Regions from separate parts of the Ovis aries genome. Here region 2 is linked to region 1. Evidence: chromatin contacts called from public Hi-C data. All regions are on one chromosome and are shown on one strand. Each heading gives the region's core, a stretch centred on a gene start, on an enhancer-like site or on the middle of the called end of the contact. The rest is flanking DNA. Distances are from core to core; before and after follow the strand shown.

The links. A called contact is a pair of places that touch in the nucleus more often than the background predicts.
Region 2: a contact with region 1 is called in a Hi-C map of liver, with 4 times the contacts expected there. The contact joins two enhancer-like sites. A contact is called at or near these places in 6 of 16 Hi-C or Micro-C datasets (blood, liver, muscle and 2 more).

Annotation. Positions count from the first base shown.
Region 1 is chr10:18,474,487-18,480,824 of ARS-UI_Ramb_v3.0, forward strand. The region is part of intron 2 of RB1 (RB transcriptional corepressor 1); the gene reads left to right. Among named protein-coding and RNA genes, the nearest start is that of RB1, 18 kb to the left of the region's middle. Within about 2 kb of position 4,360, at least 11 of the 54 cell types and tissues checked have an H3K27ac peak or open chromatin away from gene starts, as enhancers often do. A contact at or near this core is called in liver, where this site is marked.
Region 2 is chr10:18,670,936-18,677,551 of ARS-UI_Ramb_v3.0, forward strand. No RefSeq gene overlaps it. Among named protein-coding and RNA genes, the nearest start is that of RCBTB2, 38 kb to the left of the region's middle. Within about 2 kb of position 5,181, at least 10 of the 54 cell types and tissues checked have an H3K27ac peak or open chromatin away from gene starts, as enhancers often do. A contact at or near this core is called in liver, where this site is marked.

The sequences.
Region 1 (6,338 bases), core at 3,110-5,609:
AGACCAGGGTTTGATCCCTGGGTTGGGAAGATCCCCTGGAGAAGGAAATGGCAACCCTCTCCAGTACTCTTGCCTAGAAAATCCCATGGATGGAGGAGCCTGGCAGGCTACAGTCCATGGGGTCTTGAAGAGTTGGACACAACTGAGTGACTTCACTTTCACTTGGTGGTGGTGCTCCTGCTAAGTCACTTCAGTCGTGTCTGACTCTTTGCAACCCCCTAGACGGTAGGCCACCAGGGTCCCCTGTCCCTGGGATTCTCCAGGCAAGAACACTGGAGTGGGTTGCCATTTCCTTCTCCAATGCATGAAAGTGAAAAGTGAAAGTGAAGTCGCTCAGTCGTGTCCAACTCTTCCTGACCCCATGACTGCAGCCTACCAGGCTCCTCCGTCCATAGGATTTTCCAGGCAAGAGTCCTGGAGTTGGGTGTCATCGCCTTCTCCGTTCACTTGGTGAATTGATACTAATTCTGCTTTAGATGTTTGAATTCATCAATGAAACCAGCTGAGCCTGGACTTTTCTCTGTGGAGAGGTTTTACAATTACTAGCCTAGTCTCGTAACTTTGTTACAGGTCTTTTCAAATTGTCAGTTTCTTTTTGTGTTGGTTTGGTCATCTCTGTCTTTTTAGAAGTTTGTCCATTTAATCTAAATTATCTGATTTGTCAGCAGGCAGTGGCTTATAGCATTCCTGTTATGATTCTTTTTAAAATTTCTATAAGGTTGGTCTTAATATCCTTATGTCATTTCTAATTTTAACTAATTTGAATCTTTTTTCTTGATCAATCTTTTTTTCAAAAAACCAATTTTTGGTTTTGTTGATTTTTCTCTACTTTTATACTCTGTAAATTTAATCAAACCATTTCTTCCCTCTTCACCATTTAGTGTCTTAAACTTAATATATATGTCGGATAGCATTATTAAAGTTCATCATGAGCTTTCATCATGAACTACTCAGATATATCTAACATGTAATTGTAGATAATTGTTATAATAATATGTAATTTGACTGCTATTTTTACTGCAGCATATATTGTTTTTTCTGAGGACCCATGGAAGGAATTTTACTCTCATCTCTGAATGAAGACTAGCTAGGCTTCTTCGGAGAAGAAATTTTATTTTATTTTGTGGTCATTATGACTCTTGTAACTGTTAACAGATTTGAATGCCAACTTTCAAGGCATAGCATGTAGTTCTTCTCACTAACATCTTTCTTGTCATTTTTTTCCATTTTTCTATATTTCCCTTTCAGTATTTCAAAGAAATATATATTTCTATATGAACATGCATATATAAATGTATATTTATATATAAACACACATATATAGTCGAAACTCATAGTATTAAAGTGAGAAGTGAATATCCATTGCTCTCTTTGTATTCCCACCTTTATAGAAATAACCACTGATAAATTTTTATTCATTCTGCCCCTCTAACCCTTCCTCATTTCCCCCTTCACACACACACACACACACACACACACACACACACACACACACACACACACACACAGAGGATTTTTTTTTTCCACTGAGGTTTTATTATTTATTTATACTTTTTAACCAATTTAAGTAATTATTGATGCTTTTGGAATAGGCAATAGATTCAGATGGTTTAAGATTCAAAAGAAATAAAAATGTAAGCAATGAAAACCTCTCTCATTCTTTCCCCTAAGTTACCTACTTCTCCTCCATAGGCAGCTAATAAAAGTTTCTAGTTTTTGTGTTTTTCTGTACCTTGCTTTTTTCATGTAGTGAAGAGTACCTCTGCTTCTGTGTTTAGCTTAATCTTTTTAGCGGATGTATTTTCCATTGTATGGACATGTAATTTATTTATATATTCCCCTAGTAACAAACATTTAGTTTATTTTTGAACATTTGATACTACAAACTGCTGCAGTGAATAGCTTTATATATACATTTAGTGCACAAATAAGAGTACTTTTGTAATGTTGGTTCCTAGAAGTGAAACCACTGGGTCAGAAGACATTTCACATTTACAAAATTTAATAGATTATGTCTTTGTTCATAGGATAGTATCTTGGTGATATCTCGCTTTTCCAATAAGGCCTAGCACTGTTTAATACTATGCTCTGCCCTAGTTCTCCCTTAGATTTTCTCTTCACCTTACCCTGCTTTTTGTTTTTAATTGAAGTTTACAGTGTGGTATTGGTTTCTGGTGTACAGTAAAGTGATTCAGTTCTGTGTGCGTGTATTCTTTTTCAAATTCTTTTCCATTATGGGTTATAACAAGATATTGAATATCTTGTTTCTCCCAAGCTCTTTCCCTTTTGGTAACCCATAAGTTTGTTTGCTATGTCTGTGAGTCTTGTTCTGTTTTGTCTGTGAGTTCATTTGTATTGGTTTTTAGATTCCACATGTAAGTGATATTATATGAGATTTGTCTTTGACTTAACTTTGTATGATTAGGTCCGTCCATGTTGCTGCAAATGGCATTAATGATTTCCTTCTCTTATATGGCTGAGTGACATTTAGTTGGTTATATATACACCACATCTTCTTTATTCATTCACCTCTCTTTATTCTGCATGTTAGAAGTAGATACCAGAAGAATGGTAGCTACCAGAAGAATATATCACATTCCATATAGCACCTTTTCCCCTTAGGATTGAAATGACTGTGGAGAGTTACAGGCTTCCAGGTTTGCTAGGGTATCTTCAACTTCAATTTAATAGGACCGTTTGTTTTTCTGTACTTTAAACATCTTTATGCCCTATATAATTTAGATGCAACAGGTGTTGTTTTGAAAGAAGTGATTATAAATACTCTCTCAGTGAATCAGTTTTTTTCCTTATGTACATTATAATTTTAAAGGCCTGATATTCATAATTATTGATGTTCAGATTGGTAATTATTTCTATCACATGTTCAGCTATAAACAAGTAGTCAAGTTTATATGAGACCTAGATATTTAGGAGAGTTTTGAAGTGAGTTATTTTTGTCAAAAATGCCTGTCCCTTTTCTGTTTTACCTCTTTTCAGTATGTGCCTTGATTTTTCTCATTCTGCAAACCATTTTTAAGATAAGTTGAATCAGATTTATATTGCAGTCAGAAACCACCAAACTTTCCCCCACCTTAGATCTCTTTTAGAAAGTGTACCAAACTTTATTAAATAAAAATTTTTCCTAATTTTATTCAAGCCTGACAGCCCTTGCTTTTTATCAGTATAAAGGTAAATTGTGTTACCTTGCTGCATTGAATTCTAGCAAAGGTAAAACACTTGCTACTTTAGTTACTAAGGCATTATTGAAAGTAAACATATGGGTTCCCTTAAGTTTTAAAAAATTTAAGCAAATTTGCCAAAGATTATCATTTTATGATTTGAACCCTAGAGACTCCCAGACCACAGGACTTCAGTGATCAATGATCTCTTTCATTTTCCCTTCCAACTAAGATTCTTTTATTCTAATGCCAACTCATTTATTCAGTAGTTATGTTTTCATTTTTTCAAATGATATTGGTGGAATGAATGGACATGTTAACTTTGAAAAATACCATTTATACACATAATTAAATCTGAGTTGTAGTAATTGACTTCCTCACTGTTTTTCGTCTTTGTTTCTAAGAGGGGTGGACATCAGTTAATGAGTAGTTGTCTTAATATGGTGGCTGTTTTCACTGCTCTATGGCTCTATCTTCTTGGGTGGATCATTTTTTGGGCCTTTGACTCAGTAAAGCAGAGAGCTTGACTAGAAACTAAATTCCAGGTCAGTTATGTATTACAGGTTCAGGAAGTGAAGACTGTAATTCATTTCTTTGTGTGAATTAATCCTGCTTATTGTCAGTAGCTGATCAATGTGTGATCAGGAGATAAAGAAATTGTGGTAGGACCAATATTCTCACCTTAAAACTTTTTACTAGGGGGAAAAATGAGAAAGTCAAAAAGTCAAAAGTCATTCTATCCTATGCTGGGTTATGACTATTGATGCTGCTTTTAAAAAATATATACATTTAATGTTAAATTAGTGCTGGCCATTGTACTAGGTTCTTGGGGGTTCAGCAGTGTACTTAGTGTGATTATGCCTTCAAAATCTTACAAACTAGTTGAGATAGGGACAATTGAACAATCTAGTAAACTGAACTTGAGTTTAGTTAGGTGCTTAAATAGTCCTAACCACTGAATTCTGTAGAAGTTCTTAGCTCCAAGTACTCATCTCTTGGGCAGAAGACTAGAGGAATCTGAATTTGCCAAGAACATATTTTTCTGGGAGTAGAGTCAACTCTTTCCCCACAAAGGCATTGTGTAACTGGATGGCTAATTCAGTTGGTGTTTACCTCTGCATGTTGAATCAAAAATATGATCGAGCACAAGTGAAGTTAGCATTTGTATTCTTCTTGGCTGTGCTACTCTTGCCTTCTGATTCTTGAGAGCACATCAAGAATTTCGTTAGCACTCACTGCTGTCAGCTGATATTATGCAAGCGAGAGGGAGGATTTTCTGGCATATTAGCATGTTATTTCTTTTGTTCTTACATATAACCCTGGTAAGGAAATCCAGGAGGGGAAGATATAAAGGCAGGCCTTAGCCTCTCTACTCCTGTAATACATTTAACTTGTAACTTTATTGCTAATCACTCATTACAGTCTCATGAATCTGGTGTAAGGATGTATCCTTTTGACCCTGAGATAAAGAGCGTGTTTACTATGGCTTATTTCCATCATTTTCATGGTTGATATATTAAAAAGTAAAGATAAGAGAGAGTAGTGTTTTTAACTTTTAAAATTTCAGGTTAAATTCATGCTAGTTATGTTAACCTACTTTTCAGTAAGATAACCTACTTTTCAGATGTTTCTAAGATGATTTATGTTACCACTTGGGGGAGCTCTTTTATAAGTTAGTGCATCGTAAAAGAGCAAGTGTTGGATTGGCCAGAAACTTTGTTCGGTATTTTCCATAAACTATCATGGGGAAAAAGACTCAACAAACTTTTTGGTTAACCCAGTAGAAGTCATATCACTAACTCAGGGTTACCAGTTGGGTGGTTTAAGTAAACTAAACTAAATGATAGCTTAAATGAGTAGTCTCTTAAGTGTTGATTATAGATTTTCATTTAAACTGTAGTATATGTAATTAAAGTTTTACTATTTTAAAAATTTTTCTCAAGAATATTCATAATTTTTCCTCTCACCTGTTTTATATAACTTTAGTACTTTTTAATTGACTTGCTTTCCCCTCTATTTTATAATTGTAGGTAATTTAGAAAATATACCTAGGATTAATGAAAACCATTTGTAATCCTACCACCTAGAGATAATAGTTAACATTTTGATATATTTTTGCCTATCCTTTCTTTTAAAATTTTTCAACAAATTGGAGTCAAACACAGAATTTTGTATTCTGATGTTTTTTTTTTCTTTTAATGTGTCTGTTTTTTTCCCCATGTCCTTATAATCTTTGAAATGTTTTCTAAGAGTCTTATGTAGCTCCTGATACAGCTCTATCATAATTTATTTAACTGTTCTATTTAAAAATATTTAAATGTTTCCCACTATTTTTGCTGTTGTAAGTAATTCTTTGAACATTTATTATACTAAATCTTAGTAATTATTTTCATTGGATAAATTCATAGAGATAAAACTGAACTCTTAAGGCTCTTGATGCAAATTAGCAAAATGTCCTTCAATTAACACTCTTCTGAGGTTCTTATATTCAAAATATGTTTATTGAAAATTACTGTCTTTTTCTTTTGCAAAATGCTTTTTCTTATCCTTTCCTCATTTTTTTCCTTCTTTCATTTATTTTTTTGTGATTCTTTTGGCTGAGTAAAACTTGCTTTTCCTCTGTTTTAATGGTTTCAAAGGTGCTATTCCTAGGCCATTACATAATTCTCAACTAAATTTTTGAGGAAACAATTCAGTTACAAATTTTGGGTTGTAATTGCCTTTGGAAAATAGGGCCTATATCTTGAGACAGCAGTGAGGGCTGGAAAGCAAGATGAGTCACGTGAAACATCTGTATCGAGGAGTTGGGGCTGCTGTAGAAGTGGATGAAGCTACAGACGGCAGAAGGAAAAAGAAGGTGGTGGGGAAAAGTCTTTGGAATTAGGAAACTCAGAAGAAGTTGATAGAGATAAAAAAGAGAATGAGGATGTTAACTGTGTTTGAAAAGCTAAGGAGAAAAGTTTCATTACAGTGGTGTCAGATGTTGTATAGAGGTCTTTGTAGATGAAACCAAAGAAAAGTCTATTCAGTTTAGAGAGAGATCTCTCGAGACTTAGACAATAGCCTCAGTAGAATAGCGCTTATATAGTAGAAGTATGTGTTCAGTGGATGCAGTAGGTGTGTACTGGGAGAGTGTATCTGGTGAGTGTGTGTGTGAAT
Region 2 (6,616 bases), core at 3,931-6,430, 200 kb after region 1:
TGCTAGGATCTGAGTCACCGAGGAAGTGCTTGGGAGGGTGGACTCCTGGGTTCCTGGGGCAAGCGATTCTTCTTCCAAAAGTTAAAAAGTGTTAATTGATCAGTTGTGTTCAACCCTTTGTGACCCCATGGACTATAGCCCTCTAGGTTCCTCTGTCCATGGAATTATCCAGGCAAGAATACTGGCATGGGCTGCCATGCCCTTCTCCAGGGGATCTTCCTGGCGCAGGGATCAAACCCAGGTGTCCTGCATTGCAGGTGGATTCTTTACCATCTGAACCATCAGGGAAGCCCCCACTTTTTCCTAGGGGTATGTGTTATCCTGGGTAGAGCCTGGCCTGATGCTGCTGAGGTTTAGAATGTGGTTTTTAACCTTGAAAGTTCCCTCTTAAGAGTCAAAGATGCTGTCTCCCTGGCATCTCTGGGGTTAATCCCCTGGAATAGTCTTATTGAGGGTGAAGAAATGCAAGTAAGACTCTCCAGGAACTGGGCTATAATGTCTTTTGTTCCCTCCTTCCCCTTGCCCTCTTGACTTAGAGACCACTCTGGCAATAGCTCTATTTAAGGTGGGCTAGGACTGAGTTTTCCAGTTAATGGTAAACTAGAAGCAATTTTCCAGTAGACTTCCAGTTCACCAGTTTCCTGGGTCCCTTTCTTCAGTACCCAGATGACAATACTAGTTTCTGGGACCCTCAAGCCTATGCATAATAAACATGGCCTTTATCTTGGGTCTTAGTCTGTTCAAGCTGCTATAACAAAAATACCTTAGACTGCATGACTTAAACAACAGAAATGTGTCTTTTACAGTTCTGGAGTCTGGGAAGTCCAAGATCAAGGTCCTGGCAGATCTGAGGTCCAGCAATGGCTCACTGGAGAAGGTGATAGCATCCCACTCCAGTACTCTAGCCTGGAAAATCCCATGGATGGAGGAGCCTGGTGGGCTGCAGCCCATGGGGTCGCTAAGAGTTGGACACGACTGAGAGACTTCACTTTCACTTTTCACTTTCATGCATTGGAGAAGGAAATGGCAACCCACTCCAGTGTTCTTGCCTGGAGAATCCCAGGGACGCGGGAGCCTTTTGGGCTGCTGTCTATGAGGTCGCACAGAGTCAGACACGACTGAAGAGACTTAGCAGCAGCAGCAGCAGCAGCAATGGCTCACTTCCTATTCATAGACGGCAAACTTCTTGCTGTGTCTTCACATGGTAGAAGGGGTGAGGCAGCTCCCAGGGGTCTCTTTCATAAGCCTCCTAATCTCCTTCCTGAGGACTCCACTCTCATAACCTTTCAAGAAAAATGCCATCTCTCAAAGGTCCCACTTCCTAATACCAACACCCTGAGGGTTAGAATTTCAACACAAGAATTTCTGGAGAGAGTAAATATTCATTCCACTGTATTTGATGTTGCCATCTGGAAATAGGAAGCCAGTGGTTTAGTCTGCAATAAGCCAGAACCTGAATAAGCCAGCTTACCAGTAAATCTGGATCATCACCTTCTCAGGTGGCTTGGTGGTAAAGAATCTGCCTGCCAATGCAAGAGATTCAGGAGACACTGGCTTGATTCCTGGGTCGGGAAGACCCCCTGGAGAAGGGAATGGCAATCCACTCCAGTATTTTTGCCTGGGAAATTCTATGGATAAAGGAGCCTGGTGGGCTACAGTCCATGGAATTGCAAAGAGTTGGACACGACTGAGCAACTGAGCATACACACACATCTGGAAACAGGAAAACAGTGGTTTAGTTTGGAATAAGCCAAGACCTGAATAAGTCAGGTTAGCAGTTAACCAAGATCATAAGTAGTATGTATTAAATGAAGAAATAGGGCCCAGCCAAGGCCAGGATGTCATGCAGTCCGGATGCTTGTCTCTGTGTTGATCATCTCCTGGCCCTTGTTGTTCATTTCTGTCTGCCTCTCCCTCTGTGGAAGGGCCCACACTGGTATTTAACACAATGGTAAACTCAGGGAGAGCTGCAGGGGGTTTTGTATGCTCAGGAAAATGCCGTGTGAACATGGACATTTAATAACTGTTTGCCGTTGGCGGTGGTGATGACAGATTCCCTCCTGGTAGGATATACAGTTCCTGATAAAGCAAGCATTATAGTTTTGCAGTTAATTGTGTGCTTAAATATATGTATACCCAATATAACGTATATAGCATTGCTATGATATTTATGCGTGTGTATTTATACATGCAGGGGTTTCTGGGTGGCTCACTGGTAAAGAGGCTGCCTGCCAATGTAGGAGCCACAGGAGCCGCAGGTTCAGTCCCCGGTCTGGGAAGAGCACCTGGAGGAGAAAATGGCAACCCACTCCAATATTCTTGCCTGGAGAATTTCATGGACAGAGGAGCCTGGCGGGCTGCAGTTCATGCATTGCAAAACGGACCTGACATGACTTCAGTGACTGAGCATGCACGCACATATACACACATACATATATATACATATATACACACACAGACACAGGCACACATATCTTGTGCCTTTGGCTTTGTGGTTTGATTGTTGTAGATTATATTCGAAACTTTCAGTGCCTTGAAAGCATTGGATCCCTTGACCTGACATTCTGTTCTGGCGGTGCCAAGGTGCTGATGAGATGTCCGAAGGGCTGCGTGGAGGGCTTCTGAGGGCTCCTTTCACACCTGCCCAGCCATCTTAGTAACAGAACTTACTCTCTGGAAAAGCTACCTCCCACGCCTGTCTCTGATGCTGGAATTCCTTCTACTCGGAGCAAAATCATCTATTTCAGTTCCATTTAATATTCAAATACTCTACTGGAGGCAACCAACACTGACAAGTTAAAACTTGCCAGAAGGCAGTTTTTACGTCTAGAACGAGAAGTGTGTAGCCGCTTAGCTGGGAGTGGATGCGTCAGCAGAAAAAGGAATTGAGAAGAAACCAACACAACACTGCAGAGCAATTATCCTCCAATTAAACATAAAAATTAAAAAAAGAGGAATTGGGAGTCTCGGAGTCAGAACTCATTACTTCACGCTTTTTCTTCCAGCTTCATCTTGCTTCCCCGTCTCATCTTTGAAGAAGTTTCCGTTTCCTGACAGGGTAGTGTTCGATGTGAGCCATGGATTATCTGTCTACATGCTTTATCTGTGCTTTCACTGTAAATTTTTGACCATCATTTATTCAAGACCTGGCAATAATTAACTCCCCATAAGGAAACCACATGATTTTCTTAGTGAAATGACATCAGAACACAATTTCCTGGAGACATTGAGAACTATAAACAGCTATCATCACGTTTAGGGCATTGCATGTCAGCCAGTGCCAAAGTCCTCTTTAATTACACACTGTGTCTGACCTCTCTGGGCACTGCTAGGCTCAAGCAATCTGAGTGAGGTGGGCTTTCAGGGGACGTGGGTGAGCCTTACCTGGGAGTCATGTCGATACAAAATTATCCTGCGTGTTTAACCAAACTCTTCCCTGGAATTGGAGGTAGCGTGACTGTCCAAGTATCAAACACTTTTTTGAGCTGTGCTGTGCTTATTCACTCAGTTGTGTCCAACTCTGCAACCCCATGGACTGTAGCCCGCCAGGTTCCTCTGTCCATGGGGATTGTCCAGGCAAGAATACTGGAGTGGGTTGCCATGCCCTCCTGCAGGGGATCTTCCCTACCCAAAGATTGAACCTAGGTCTCCTACATTGCAGGTGGATCACTGCAGGGTCTGAGCCACCAGGGAAGCCCAAGAATACTGGAGTGAACAGCCCAACCCTTCTTCAGGAGATCTTCCTGACCCAGGAATCGAACTGGGGTCTCTTGCATTGCAGGCAGTTTCTTTAGCAGCTGAACTACCAGGGAAGCACTTTTTTGAGCACCTATTTGCTATTGGAACTCAAGAAATTTTTTTTTTTAAGCAAACAAATAATAATACTGTTTCACTCTTGAAAAAATGTGCTTGACACAGATGCCTTTCTGTTATGAAAAGACAGCTACTCTCTCCTCAAGCCTTCAAATGCTAAAGGTCATTCTTTTCTGAAGTAAAATTATCTGAAAGCAAATAAGGAGAGTTAGCTTCAGTTCAGTTCAACTCAGCCACTTAGTCGTGTGCAACTCTTTGTAACCCCATGGACTGCAGCACGCCAGGCTTCCCTGTCCATCACCAACTCCTGGAGTTTACTTAAACTCATGTCCATGGAGTCGGTGATGCCATCCAGCCATCTCATCCTCTGTTGTCCCCTTGTTCTCCTGCCCTCAATCTTTCCCAGCATCAAGGTCTTTTCAAATGAGTCAGTTCTTCGCCTCAGGTGGCCAAAGTATTGGAGTTTCAGCTTCAACATCAGTCCTTCCAACCAATGCTCAGGACTGATCTCCTTCAGGATGAGTTAGCTTAGAGAGAACCATTAGGAAAAATATTTTTTTTCAGCTCTGTAACATTTTAGCAATGCTGCCCTCTTCAGGATAAAACTAGAATTTCAGCTCCCCAGTTTATGTTAATATATTTCCCAACACTGGTTAATTTGAAGAGAACTTGAAGGTCTAGGGATCTTTATCTGTAGAAATCCCTAAAAGGATTTTAATCCATTTTATTTTACTTTACTATTTTATTTCATTTCATTCATTTTAAAGTTGACATCTAGGGGCTTTCCTGTTGGTCCAGCCGTTTAGCCTCTACACTTCCGCTGCAGGTGGCATGGGTTCCAACCCTGGCCAGGAAACTAAGATCCCAGGCAGGGTGGCAAAAATTAAAAATATATATATTTTGAAATAACAAAAATGAATGAAATGAAATAAAATAGTAAAGTAAAATAAAATGGAGAAAAAAATGCCCCCTGAATCTCCTCATGGGCAAAGTCAGTCCTCACTGTCAAGCCAGTGGACAAATTAAAATTGCATTCTCACAGGGGAAAAAAAAAAGTTTTTACTCAATCGTTTTCCATTCAAGAAACTGTTTTGTGGTGGCAACCATGGTATTCTTGTCTTGGATACCGAGGCAGGTGAGCAGCTAGGGCAGGGCAGGCTGATGGCTGCTCTGCCCTGCTAGGATTTCCTTCCAGAAAGCTCCTTCTGCTTTGCTCTCACGGGACTTTCCTCTCTCGGATCTGAAGTTTCCTTTGGCTGGGTTGTTTGGTGCGTGCTTTCACACACTGGGACCGTGTATGTGGTAAGACGTGTGAGATGGTCGGAGGTGTCTCTCTCTCTTTTGTTAAGTGGGAGAAGGGTGACGAGGAGGTGTAAACAAGAGTGAGGGCATAGGCTGAGTTCCCACAGCTACTTCTGGGGCAGTACAACAGAGATGTTGAGGATGTGGGAAATAGTTTCTGTGGCCTGGCCAAGTGGTAACGTCCTCCAGTGTGCAGACAGTTGACCTAATTCCCCTGAGGAGCAGTCACTGGAGAGCCACACTCTGACCACAGCCAGGCTCTAAGAAGCCACTCGTATTCAAGCGGCTCCTCTTCTCCCTCCACTCTTGCCCTGGCCTTTGCAGGCAATGGCTTTCCCTTGGGGTCACCTGGGGGGCAGGCTTGTGATATGCCTCTGTCATTGTGTAAAAGCTGTTGTTGTTCAGTTGCTCAGTCGTGTCCGACTCTTTGTGACCCCATGGACTGCAGCACGCCAGGCTTCCCTGTCCATCACCATTTCCCAGAGCTTGCCCAAACTCATGTCCCTCGAGTCAGTGATACTATCCAATGATCTCATCCTCTGTTGTCCCCTTCTCCTCCTGCCCTCAATCTCTCCCAACATCAGGGTTTTTTTCCAATGAGTCATTTCTTCACATCAGGTGGCCAAAGTGTTGGAGCTTCAGCTGCAGCATTAGTTCTTCCAATGAATATTCAGGACTGATTTCCTTTAGGATGAACTGGTTGGATCTCCTTGCAGTCCAAAGGACTCTCAAGAGTCTTTTCCAACACCACAGTTCAAAAGCATCAATTCTTTGGCACTCAGCCTTCTTTACAAGCCAACTCTCATTATCCGTCTGTGACTACTGGAAAAACCATAGCTTTGACTAGATGGACCTTTGTTGGCAGACTGATGTCTCTGTTTTAAGATTATGTTTCTAGAAAGGAACTCTCTTCTCTGTCTCTCTTGAAGATTTGATGATAACTTTTGGTCTCTAGCTACTTAGCAAAAATTAATGCCACCATCCAGCACCTCTTTCCACATATGTACGGGAGAGGAGCCTAGGATGGACATAGATGATGAAGCCAGAGGGCCTGGGTGAATGTGGGGATGTGAGGATGATCTAGCCTCTGCCTCAGGGAACTTGAACACCAGACTAAGCCATTCCAGGCCAGGCACCACCTGACCCCAGCCTACCTTTCTAGGCTCAGCTCTTACTGTCCTCTACATCCTACTGATAAGACCAAAATGTCTTCCTCACACACCCTATACTGTCCCCTATTAGAGTCTAGCTTGCTTGGATCCTCGTCTTGTCATCAAAAGCCACTTTCAAGGCTGAAATACTGTTTTCTGATTATTCCCCAATACAATCCTCTCGCCTTCCTCCTTAAAAAAATTATTTATGTATTTTAATATTTATTTATTTTTTATCTTATTTGGCTATACCAACTCCAGTATTCTGGCCTGGAGAATTCCATGGACAGAGGAGCCTGGCAGGCTATGGTCCATCGGTGCTGCAAAGAGTCAGACTCAACTGAGCAACT